2 separate regions of the Callithrix jacchus genome follow, and region 1 is linked to region 2. A link is a contact called in public Hi-C data. All regions are on one chromosome and are shown on one strand. Each heading gives the region's core, a stretch centred on a gene start, on an enhancer-like site or on the middle of the called end of the contact. The rest is flanking DNA. Distances are from core to core; before and after follow the strand shown.

The links. A called contact is a pair of places that touch in the nucleus more often than the background predicts.
Region 1: a Hi-C map of skeletal muscle shows a contact between it and region 2, with 5 times the contacts expected there. The contact joins two enhancer-like sites. A contact is called at or near these places in 2 of 3 Hi-C or Micro-C datasets (induced pluripotent stem cells and skeletal muscle).

Annotation. Positions count from the first base shown.
Region 1 is chr6:153,732,776-153,737,567 of calJac240_pri, reverse strand. The region is part of intron 14 of DIS3L2 (DIS3 like 3'-5' exoribonuclease 2); the gene reads right to left. Among named protein-coding and RNA genes, the nearest start is that of ALPP, 38 kb to the left of the region's middle. Within about 2 kb of position 1,772, at least 7 of the 16 cell types and tissues checked have an H3K27ac peak or open chromatin away from gene starts, as enhancers often do. A contact at or near this core is called in skeletal muscle, where this site is marked.
Region 2 is chr6:153,595,835-153,600,708 of calJac240_pri, reverse strand. All of the region lies in intron 9 of DIS3L2 (DIS3 like 3'-5' exoribonuclease 2), which reads right to left. Among named protein-coding and RNA genes, the nearest start is that of ALPP, 170 kb to the left of the region's middle. Within about 2 kb of position 2,583, at least 2 of the 16 cell types and tissues checked have an H3K27ac peak or open chromatin away from gene starts, as enhancers often do. A contact at or near this core is called in skeletal muscle, where this site is marked.

The sequences.
Region 1 (4,792 bases), core at 523-3,022, 140 kb before region 2:
GCCAGGAAGGTCCTGTCTGGCAGGTGGTAGGGGTGGGGGTGTCCTTCACCTCTCCTGGCCCTGCCATCAGGAGAGGAAAAGAGACGAGGGGCTTCTCCTCAGTGGCTTTCATGGAGTGGCAGCCCTACCACTCGCTGTGTGATTTCAAGTTTCCTAACCTCATGGAATCTCAATTTGTTCCCCTGTACAACAGGGAAGCAATGTACAAGTGCCTGGCTTGAATAAATAAGACCTGATTATTACACATCCTATGATGTGACAGGCCTGGGTGCCCCAACTCTAGGACATGGACAAAAAACACAGCAAAAGCAATACTTCCAGAAGTTTCTCCTGCCCCCCCCCCACCACCACCACAAAGCCACCCTCTGGCAAGGAGGCCATGTCTCCAAAAGTGTCCCATTTCAGATCCATGCACCTGCTAAAGTGCTGAGGAACTCACCCACCCCTTCCTCCACAGGACGCTCAGAGAGTGGCTTTGGAAATGGGCGGAAGCCGGGGTGGAGGGGCAGGGCCGGTGCCCAAAGCTGAAAATGCATCCATTTTCAAAGGCCAAAGCCAAATGTGGGACAGAAACAGCCTCTTCTGCCCTCAGCCACCAGGGCCCTTGTCACACTGTGGGAGGCTCCTGCTAATGGAATGAGACCGCTCACAGAGCTTGTTCAATTAGCTCTTGCTGAAAACTGCTAACGTGGCTTTGATAAGAATTGCTCCCAGCCAGTTTCAGCCTCATTTCTTCTGCAGACCAAATTTTCCACACTTGGGCACATGCTCTCTGTAAGCTCCGGAGCCCTGGGCTCTGCCGAGGCCGTGAAGGCAGCTGCTGGGCCTGTCTCGGAAGCTGAGTGCCCGAGCATGGCCCCTTCTCCATGGCTGGGCAGCCCATGGGGCACAGGTGGCGGCCGCCTTCATGTGGGGCCTGCTGTGTTCCCAGCGGCCAGAAATTGAGTGTAGTGTGGTGGAAACGGCCGGGCCCGGAAGGCAGGGGTCTGTGGAGCACTGAACTGTAGGCTGCTGGGGAGGGAACGTGGAAAAGATCTTGGTGGCAGCTCTGTCCCGGGCCAGGCTGGGTGGGGCTGGGGCCTGGGAGGGAAAAGTGGAGGCCTGGAGAGAGGGAGCCGCAGGCAGAGCTGGCCTGGGTGGGGTGGGGGTCCAGAGGAAGTGCAGCTGCCTGACTGATGAACCCCCACCCACCGCTGGCCGTGCACCCTGCTGCCAGCCTCCAGCAGAGGGTGCTGTGGCCACTGGGTGGCCCACCAGTCACAGCTCGGGCCTCTTGCTGACCCCTCTCCTCCTGTGCACTCTGCAACCTCCTGAATGCATTGGACGTTCTCATGAAACCACAGGGAAATGAATGGGGCCCAGTTCACAGGCATGGAAAAGCCCAGAGGAGGCCTCTGGAGCCAGACATCACAGGCCTGCGGGGGAGGCCAGAGCCAGGTTTCCTAGGCTGGGAGGCTCAGTCCACGGCAGGGCCTTTCTATAGGGGAGCGGGTAGGGCCCTGCTGCAGACAGGCATGTTCAGCTGCTGTACTTCCAGCTCAGAAGAAAGGAAATCCCCAGAGGCCAGGCAGCCACATTTGGGCCCTCAGACCTGGCCAAAGGAGGCCCAGTGGCTATGGTGGGGAGCAAAAGGGGGCTGGCTTGGAGCTGGGGCCGGGCTGACAGTGCAGAAGGCTCTTTTCAGGGTAAAGTCAGCCCAGAAGCCTCATTCCCTCCCCCAGTTCAGGCTCCGCTGGTAGGGGCAGGCCTGCAGGCTGGCAGTGGCCCAGCCCCCGAGCAGAACCAGGTGCCAGCCTGTGCTGTGTGGCTTTACAGAGTGTTGTCATTAGGGCTTGCTGGCTGCTTGATGGTGGAGACACATAAGCCTCTCTCTAGTGACAGCCCCTGCCCAACAGGAACTGGAAACGAGGTCCCCAGGAGTGGTGGCACCGGCACACAGAAGACTGGCCACCTGGGGGAGTCCCTGCAGTGCCCCCAACAGCTTGGTTTGCTGCTTTGCTGGCTCCTGGCCAGGAGTCCCTTTCAAGCCGTTGCAGTGGAAGCTGGCTCCGTAGGCTTGGAGCCAGAACAGAGCTCAGTAGGGGCCAGCTGGGTCATCACAGACTTCAGGAGGCATCTACTTTGGTTTTACAATTAGGCTTTGGGCACTTGAGTGTTCAAGGAAGAAGGAAGTTCTGCAAGGCACAGGTCTTTCTTTCTCTCCCTCTCTTTCCTGCACGTACATACGCTCTCACACACAGACGTTGCCAAGGCAGGCACAAAAACGAGAGATGAGCCTGGGCTTCCTGGGACCTCAAGCCACTTTGCTGCTGCAAGTCTGAATGTGTGTGCCCACATCTGAACACTGCTCCTGCCCCCACAGCTGCTAGGTCAGATCCTGCAGCAGGGCCACCACCCCAGCCCCAGAGTCACCAAAGTCTTCAGGGAAACAAGAGCGCAGCTGTGGTCTCTGCACTTCCTCATCCACCCCTCACTGTCCCCCCATACCCAGTGTACACGGAGGGGATTTTTGGTCCTAAGGTGACAGAGGGAGATGGTGTCTCTGGGAGGCCACAGAAGTGACCACAGAGGTCCCATCCATGGTGTAGCAGGGCTGGATTTGGAGACTGCCAGGCACTTTGCCACTCTTAGTCCACCTAAGTCTCAGAAGTCAGAGTTCTCATGCCTGGCAGGAGCACAGGGAGCTTGCAGGATTTGCCCAAGCTCCCAGACCCAGGGTCCCTGATATCCTGTCCAGTGCTCTGTCCTCAGGTGACCCTGCGTTGCTTGCTCTGAACCCTCTGAGCAGGAGGGAGCAGCAGGGTTTCTTACTGGCACCTCCAAGGGCTCTGCCGACAGTGGCAACTCAACACAGAGCTCGCCCTGAGAGCACACGGCTGCCTGGGGGCTGTGTCACACCCCAGCGGTCAGCTGTGTCACTACCATCATCCTGCTCCTGATTGCCAACAGCACCTCCTCCCCTCTGCCAGGGTCACAGCAGCTGCAGAGGCCAGGGTCACCCATCTGAACCTGGCTCTCCACCTACCTGCCCAGCCGCCTCCCAGGGACAGAACCTTTACTCCAGTCTGCTCCCTGCCTCTAGGCCTAAGGCCGGTCATAGGCACAGGCAAACACACATGGCCCCCTGTAGCCACTGCCTGGCTGGGCTGGGAAACTGTCCCCACCTTGGAAGCCTTGTTTCCAGGTCCCCGCTTTGCCTCTGCCTCTCCCCCACTGCGGTTGGACAAGGAGGGCAGAAGCAGCACTGAGGCCTGCACAGCGCCTCCCTGGCACGGCTGCCTCCTCATGGCTGCCTCGGGCTGGGTCCTTTCCTGTCTGAGTTGCCCAGGGCTGAGCATGGATGCTTCTCCTGCTCTTGGTTTCCCATCACTGCTAAAGGCACCGTGTGTGGCCTCTCCTTTGCTAATGCTCCTCCCACCCCCCATGGAGATGAACTGGGCCCCTGGGTCAGGAGGGCAGGTCAGAGCGGGTCACTGGCCACAGCATCGGTGAAATGGGGAAGGCCCCTCCCCCTCAGTTGCCTTGGCCCATGTGACAGCATGGCCCCTCGGTGCTGGGCCTCATGCAAGCCTCTTTCTAGACTATTCCAAGAGGGAGTTTTCTCATTCTGAGCTGGGCAATGAATCTCCCATGTTTTCCCTGTTGAGCTCTGAACAGAGAAACCTCAAGAAGTCCCCAGGTCAGTCCCTCACCTAGGCCTGAGTATGGCCCAGGGTCCTTGGCTGCTAGCGCTCTGAGGGTCCTTGGCTGTCACACTCCCTGGCCCCCACAATTTTGCTGGCCTGTTCCTGGCCTCAGCCCTACTTCCTTACCAGCCACAAGGAGATCAGTGCCTCTGTCCCCCAGGGATCCCTTGGGGCCTCCTCATGGGTGACAGGACCCAGACACTTAGGCCACGCTGGGTTTCCATGCTGCCCCCTCTGCTCCCACACCCAAATCCACCTTCTCCACTCAGCTCCCGCTGGGGCTGTACAGGCTCAGTTCAGGCATCCCTCTCCCTGGCTCCATGGTCCTGTGGGCTGATTCTAAACCAAATCTCATCCGTGAATCCAGACCGTCTTCCTCTGGAGGCAAGTTTTCCTCTGCAGACCACAGGCCCTGGGGTGGGAAGGTGAGAAACACCTGGCCTTGCCCATCTAGGTATTTCAGATCTGAGCAGCACATAGAGGAGCTGATAAAGTGTTTGCGGGAACAAATGAGGCATTTCAGAGACATGATTTGCTTGTTTGCTCCACAGAAAACGTTGAGTGCCAAATAAGACTTACTTTGAGGGGTGGAAACACAGCCCCCAGTAATAAAGGACGAGGGGTTGCAGTTATGGTGCCAGCAACTTCCCTTCAGCTCATCACTGTTGAAGCAGAGGTGTATGGACTTGGCAGGCAGAAGCCAAGACAGCTTCTGCTGGCCTAATGGGACACGCTGCATTTGCCTCAATGCACTCTTACTGCCTGTAGGCGGTTATTGCTTAAATCCAACACAGGTGACAGGTGGCAATGTGACTGGGCCTCATTTGTTGGTTACATGATCAATGAATCCTCTCCTGCAAGGGCAGCCTGCCTCAGTATAAACATAAAATGCGGAAGATGAAGAGAAAACCCATCTTGTCTTGGGTTTTTTCCACTGAAGCAACGCTCATCTCATCACCCCCGGAACACAGTGTGTTGAGTCTGGCAGAGCTCTGCATTCATTCTGCGACTTTAAAAATACTGACATACAGTTTTATGAGCTAGGTTCAGAGTCGTTTAAATGAATGTGTCCCCTGCCCCCCAGAACATTCTGGGCTTCCCTGACA
Region 2 (4,874 bases), core at 1,334-3,833:
TTAATTGTAGGACTTCGAGGAGCCTTTAATAGGCCAGTATCAACAGTTCTTGCCTGATTCGTTTGCTCCCAGCACCTCTTTGTGGGACAGCATCTCCCAGAACCAAGGTTCCTCAAGGGAGCACCTTCGGAGACATGTAGAACCACACTGAATGCTCGGCACAGGCCTCCCGTAGTGCCCTTGTCCTACTTAGGGCTTTGCCACCAAGCTTACCCTGAGGTACACCGCAAGAAGTCAAGCAAATGACTGTATTATCACTGTAGGGGATTGGGGAGAACAAGAGCCCAATTGACAGTGCAGTGTCCTTTTATAGAGTGCACTTACAGGGAAAGGTAATGCAGTGTAAGGAAACACTCTTCCCGTGACAATCTACATCTTACAGACACACAAATTTTATCCTTGGTGGTTTCCCCTTTAGCTATATGAACTGTCTGCTGTAAAAAATAAAATAAATAAACTTTAAAATGTTTTCCTTTTTGCTCTGGCTGCTAGGAGACTCAGAAAACCTTCCCAACTTGCCTCGAGAAGATTTTATTTATAGTTTGCACATTGTGAACTAACCCTTATCCTGGCTGTGCCTAATTTTCCTACTCATGTGTTCCTTTTGCCCCATTTCCTAATGTTTAAAAAACTTGCTGGCACAGTGGCTCATGGCTATAATTCCAGCACTTCCCATGGTGGGCAGACTGCTTGAGTCCAGGAGTTCAAAACCAGCCTGGGCAATACGGTGAAACCCTGTTTCTACAACAAATACAAAAATTAGCTGGTGTGGTGGCATGAACATGTAGTCCCAGCTACTTCGGAGACTACTCCTGAGAAGTAGGAGTAGTCTACTATTACTTCCAGTTAGTAGTAGAAGGAGAATTGCTTGAGTCTGGGAAGCAGAAGTTGCAATAATCTGAGATCACACTACTGCATTCTAGCCTAGGTAACAGAGCAAGACCCTGTCTCAAAAAACAAACAATAACAACAACAAATTTATTGTATTATATATGTCTGTAAATTGCCTTAAAAGATTTTCGGATAAAAGCAGAGTATTACTACATACATATGCATATTGAGGGATTACAACATTAGAGAATCATGTGTTGAGGGGATGCTGCAAGAAAGAAAGCAGCAGCCTAGACTACCCAGGGAATGAACCTCTAGGCAGTCAAACTCAGAGGGCTTTCAGAAGGCATTTGTACTGTAGCGGCAGAATCCAAGCTTGCTCTCTCACTGTGGAAAATTGGGAGAAGCAAAGGAATGGTGAGTGACCCTGACAAACCCCAGTCCTCAGTGCTGAGAGCCAGTGATTTAATCTGTTGTCATCACCGCAATTAGGAATCTGCCACGATGTGCTGCATGAGGGCTCCTGCTTGAAGCCGCAGTGGCTAGGAGCTGCTGGCCTCAGCACTTGGGAGCCCAGCCCTGTGGGGCAGGGTTGAGGGTGAGTGGGGCGGTGCACCATGCAGCTGTCACACTCTGTTAACATGCTTGGGATTTTACTGGCTCCTTTTCTGGAAGGCTGTGGTCTCACAACCTGCAGGGAGCAGCCTGGCCTGCCAGCTTTTAGAACCTGTGAGACCAAATATTTAAAGAGTTCCGCAACAATGGTTAGAAAGAAGCTAACCCTGACCCACAGAAAATAAAGTACCAGGTGGGGGAGGGAAAGAATGAGACTCCAGTTCATGAGGCTGCAGAATTCCAACTCAGAGCAAAGTTATGTAACCAAAATTTCTGAAGGCACGTGACCAAGGGGCTTAGGAGAACTTTTTAAAGAGAAAGAAAACTTCTAAGACTGTATAACCCAAAGCCATTGGTCTGGGAATGAACACATGAAGAGTAAGCAAAAGCCTTCTATAATCCCTTAAGACCTCACCAAGAACCCTAGGAAATAACAAAAGCATAGAAGTAATTTCTGTTCCTTTGTCACTCACACTCTTCCTCTGAGCCTGCACTCTCAGGTTCCTCAAGGTGTTAATATCTCTACCTCCTTTAAGCTGGAAGAAGCTGCCTCGTCACCACAGCAACATTTACTCACCACTCTGTCATTATTCACCTCGCTGGATTTTGGCCGTGGCCCCTACCACATCACAGAAACTGCTCTCCCCAAGGTTGCAGATGCTGCCAGATTAAGCATCCTAAAGCATGCATTGGTCAAAAACCTTCATCAACTCCTTACCGAGAAAAATAGAAAGTCAGCTTAAGATTTAAAGCCCTTCATGACCCAGACCCAACCTGTACTTTTCCAGTTAGATTGCATGCTCCCCATCTGTCCCTCGTGTGCTAAACTCTCCTCTATACCCTCTACTCTCTGAAACGTTGTTTGTGCTGTTCCTATACTGGGTTACTTACTCTACCAATCTCCAATGTCTAAGACCTACCTTGCAGTTAAAGGCCTGGCTGCAATGCCATCTTTTTTCCAGTAAGCCCTCATGGCCCCACAGAATGGAAACCACCTCTCTCCACCCACCCTACCCATGCCAGCAAACTGCCCCTCTCTGATGGCAACAGCCACTGTCTCTGACATATTGGTGGCCACTTATGGACATGTCTTATCTCTATGACAGGCTGGAAACCAGTATCGTGTCTGATAATGATATTGGCCTGTCTTTACATCCCTTCCAACACATTGACGGCACATATACAATGAATAGCTGATGGACAGATGAATCAAAAAATGACCAAAGGGCTCTTGTGGAGCACTTTTCCATTCAATTTTGCCACTGTGTCTTGGGAAATACATTTAAGATTAGAACTCATGACTTCTTGGCATTCAATCCTGTGGTCACACCACAGTGTTATTGTTTCCAAGAGTGTCCTTTTCTGTCTTCATCCCATCTTCTTTTCTCATAAAATAGTGTTTTACAAACTGTGGTTCAGGGACCATTTCCAGATTAACAAAATTTATAGCGGCCCTCCACTGTCCGTGACTCTGGGTCTGTCTCCTTGCTAGCAAGCAATTCTGGGGAAGAGGATCTGGGTCAATGATGAAGAATGGGTGAAAAGAAATGGAAAAAAAAATTAAGAAATAACCTTAAGTGGATAAAGAATAAAACTTTTAGTCCAACACTTTCTTAGATCAGATGGCATCACAGGTTATATAGAAATCAGCAAATTTTATGTAAATCGTAGAAGGATAAACAACTGAAGAGCTGGATCCTTTACCCACCAGGATGTGTTCCCAAGTGTACCACTGTAGAGAGCCCAACTAGATGGGTACTGGACATTTCAGAACAATCAGATGCTGAATTCATCTTAGCCTCCATTTCATGGAGCCGGAATAATCATTCAAACCTGGGTTGTCCCCTTGTTTCAGTGGGGCTGTGCCTTTTCTTTTTTTTGATGGTAGTTGCAAATATCATAATACTCTTTCACTCACTTCTACTCACACAAAGTAAGCGAACGCAAATCACAAATTTTTCAGAACAGGAAAAGTCTATAATCTGTTTAGAGCAGAAAGTGACCTTAGTCCATTTGCCTCCACCTCCCCAGCCTCATTGTACTCAGTGGTGAAGTGACACTTAATGGGGCCACATGGCCAGCAGAAAGAAATGGGCAGCACTGTGGACAGATCCTTTTCACCAGGGGTTTCTAACCTCAGGTCCTCAGAAAGGTCAACTCAAGCTTTAGCAAAATTCTACACCAAGTGAATGTGGTTATTAAGTTCTTTTATTTTTTTAAGGATAGTGACAAAACTTAATCCAAACAGACTGAAATGGTCCCCCCAATACAACCCTTTACTCACTGGTCCAATGAACCTGTCATCGTTCTATGCCTTTTTTTTTTTTTTTTTTTTTGTCATTTTTTGTTTTTTAGATGGAGTCTCGCTCTGTTACCACGCTGGAGTGCAGTGGTGTGATCTTGGCTCACTGCAACCTCTGTCTCCCAGGTTCAAGCAATCCTCCTGCCTCATCCTCTGAGTAGCTGGGACTACAGGTGCACACCACCATGACCAGCTAATTTTTGTATTTTTAGGAGCGACAGTTTCACCATGTTGACCAGGATAGTCTCGATCTCTTGATCGCATGATCCTTCCGCCTCGACCTCCCAAAGTGCTAGGATTACAGGCATGAGCCACCATGCCCAGCCCGTATGCCTCTTTTTATATTTTAAAAATAAAGACATCCTAAAGCAGAGGACAAAGGACAGGACAGGTATGGGACTGTGGGAGCCAGAGATCAAGAGATGGGTCAAGAAAGCCATGGTTTAAACCCAGAAAATACATTCAAATTAATTTTCTTCCACTCAATTTTCATTTGAAGAATGTCAAACTTTCAGGAAAGTTCAAAGAATAATAAAATGAACATCCATATACCCTTCATCAGGATTCATCAAATTCAACATTTTGCTATACTGGCTTTACCTTTTTCCTCCTTCCATCCCTCCCTTCCAATGTCTAGCTGGTTGTTCTGTGTGTTTATTTCTGACATCTGAACTACTGAGAAGCATGTCGCAGAGATGGCAATACTTTCCCTCTCCATACTTTAACACTGTCCAAGACTAAAGGCATTCTTCTACAGAAACACAACACTAACACCACCGCCAAGAAGATTAATACTTTCATATCACCGAATTCATAGACCATATTTAAACATCTTTGGTTGTTCCCAAAAGTCTCTTTTACTTTTGGTTTTCCTCCTGATCCAGGATCTAATCAAAGTTTCCACACTGTATTTGGTAGTTATGTCTCTTGAGCCTATTTCTTGTCCAACTATCTTTTGTTTTTCAAATATGACATGCTTTTTTATTTTGAAGGGTCCAGGTCAGTTGTCTTGTAAAGCATCTCATGTTCTCGATTTATTAGATTGTTTCCTCACAGAAGGAGGAAGAAAGGGATACACAGAAATAAACCAAATGTGACAAAATTAATCTCCTCTGTATTTACTATA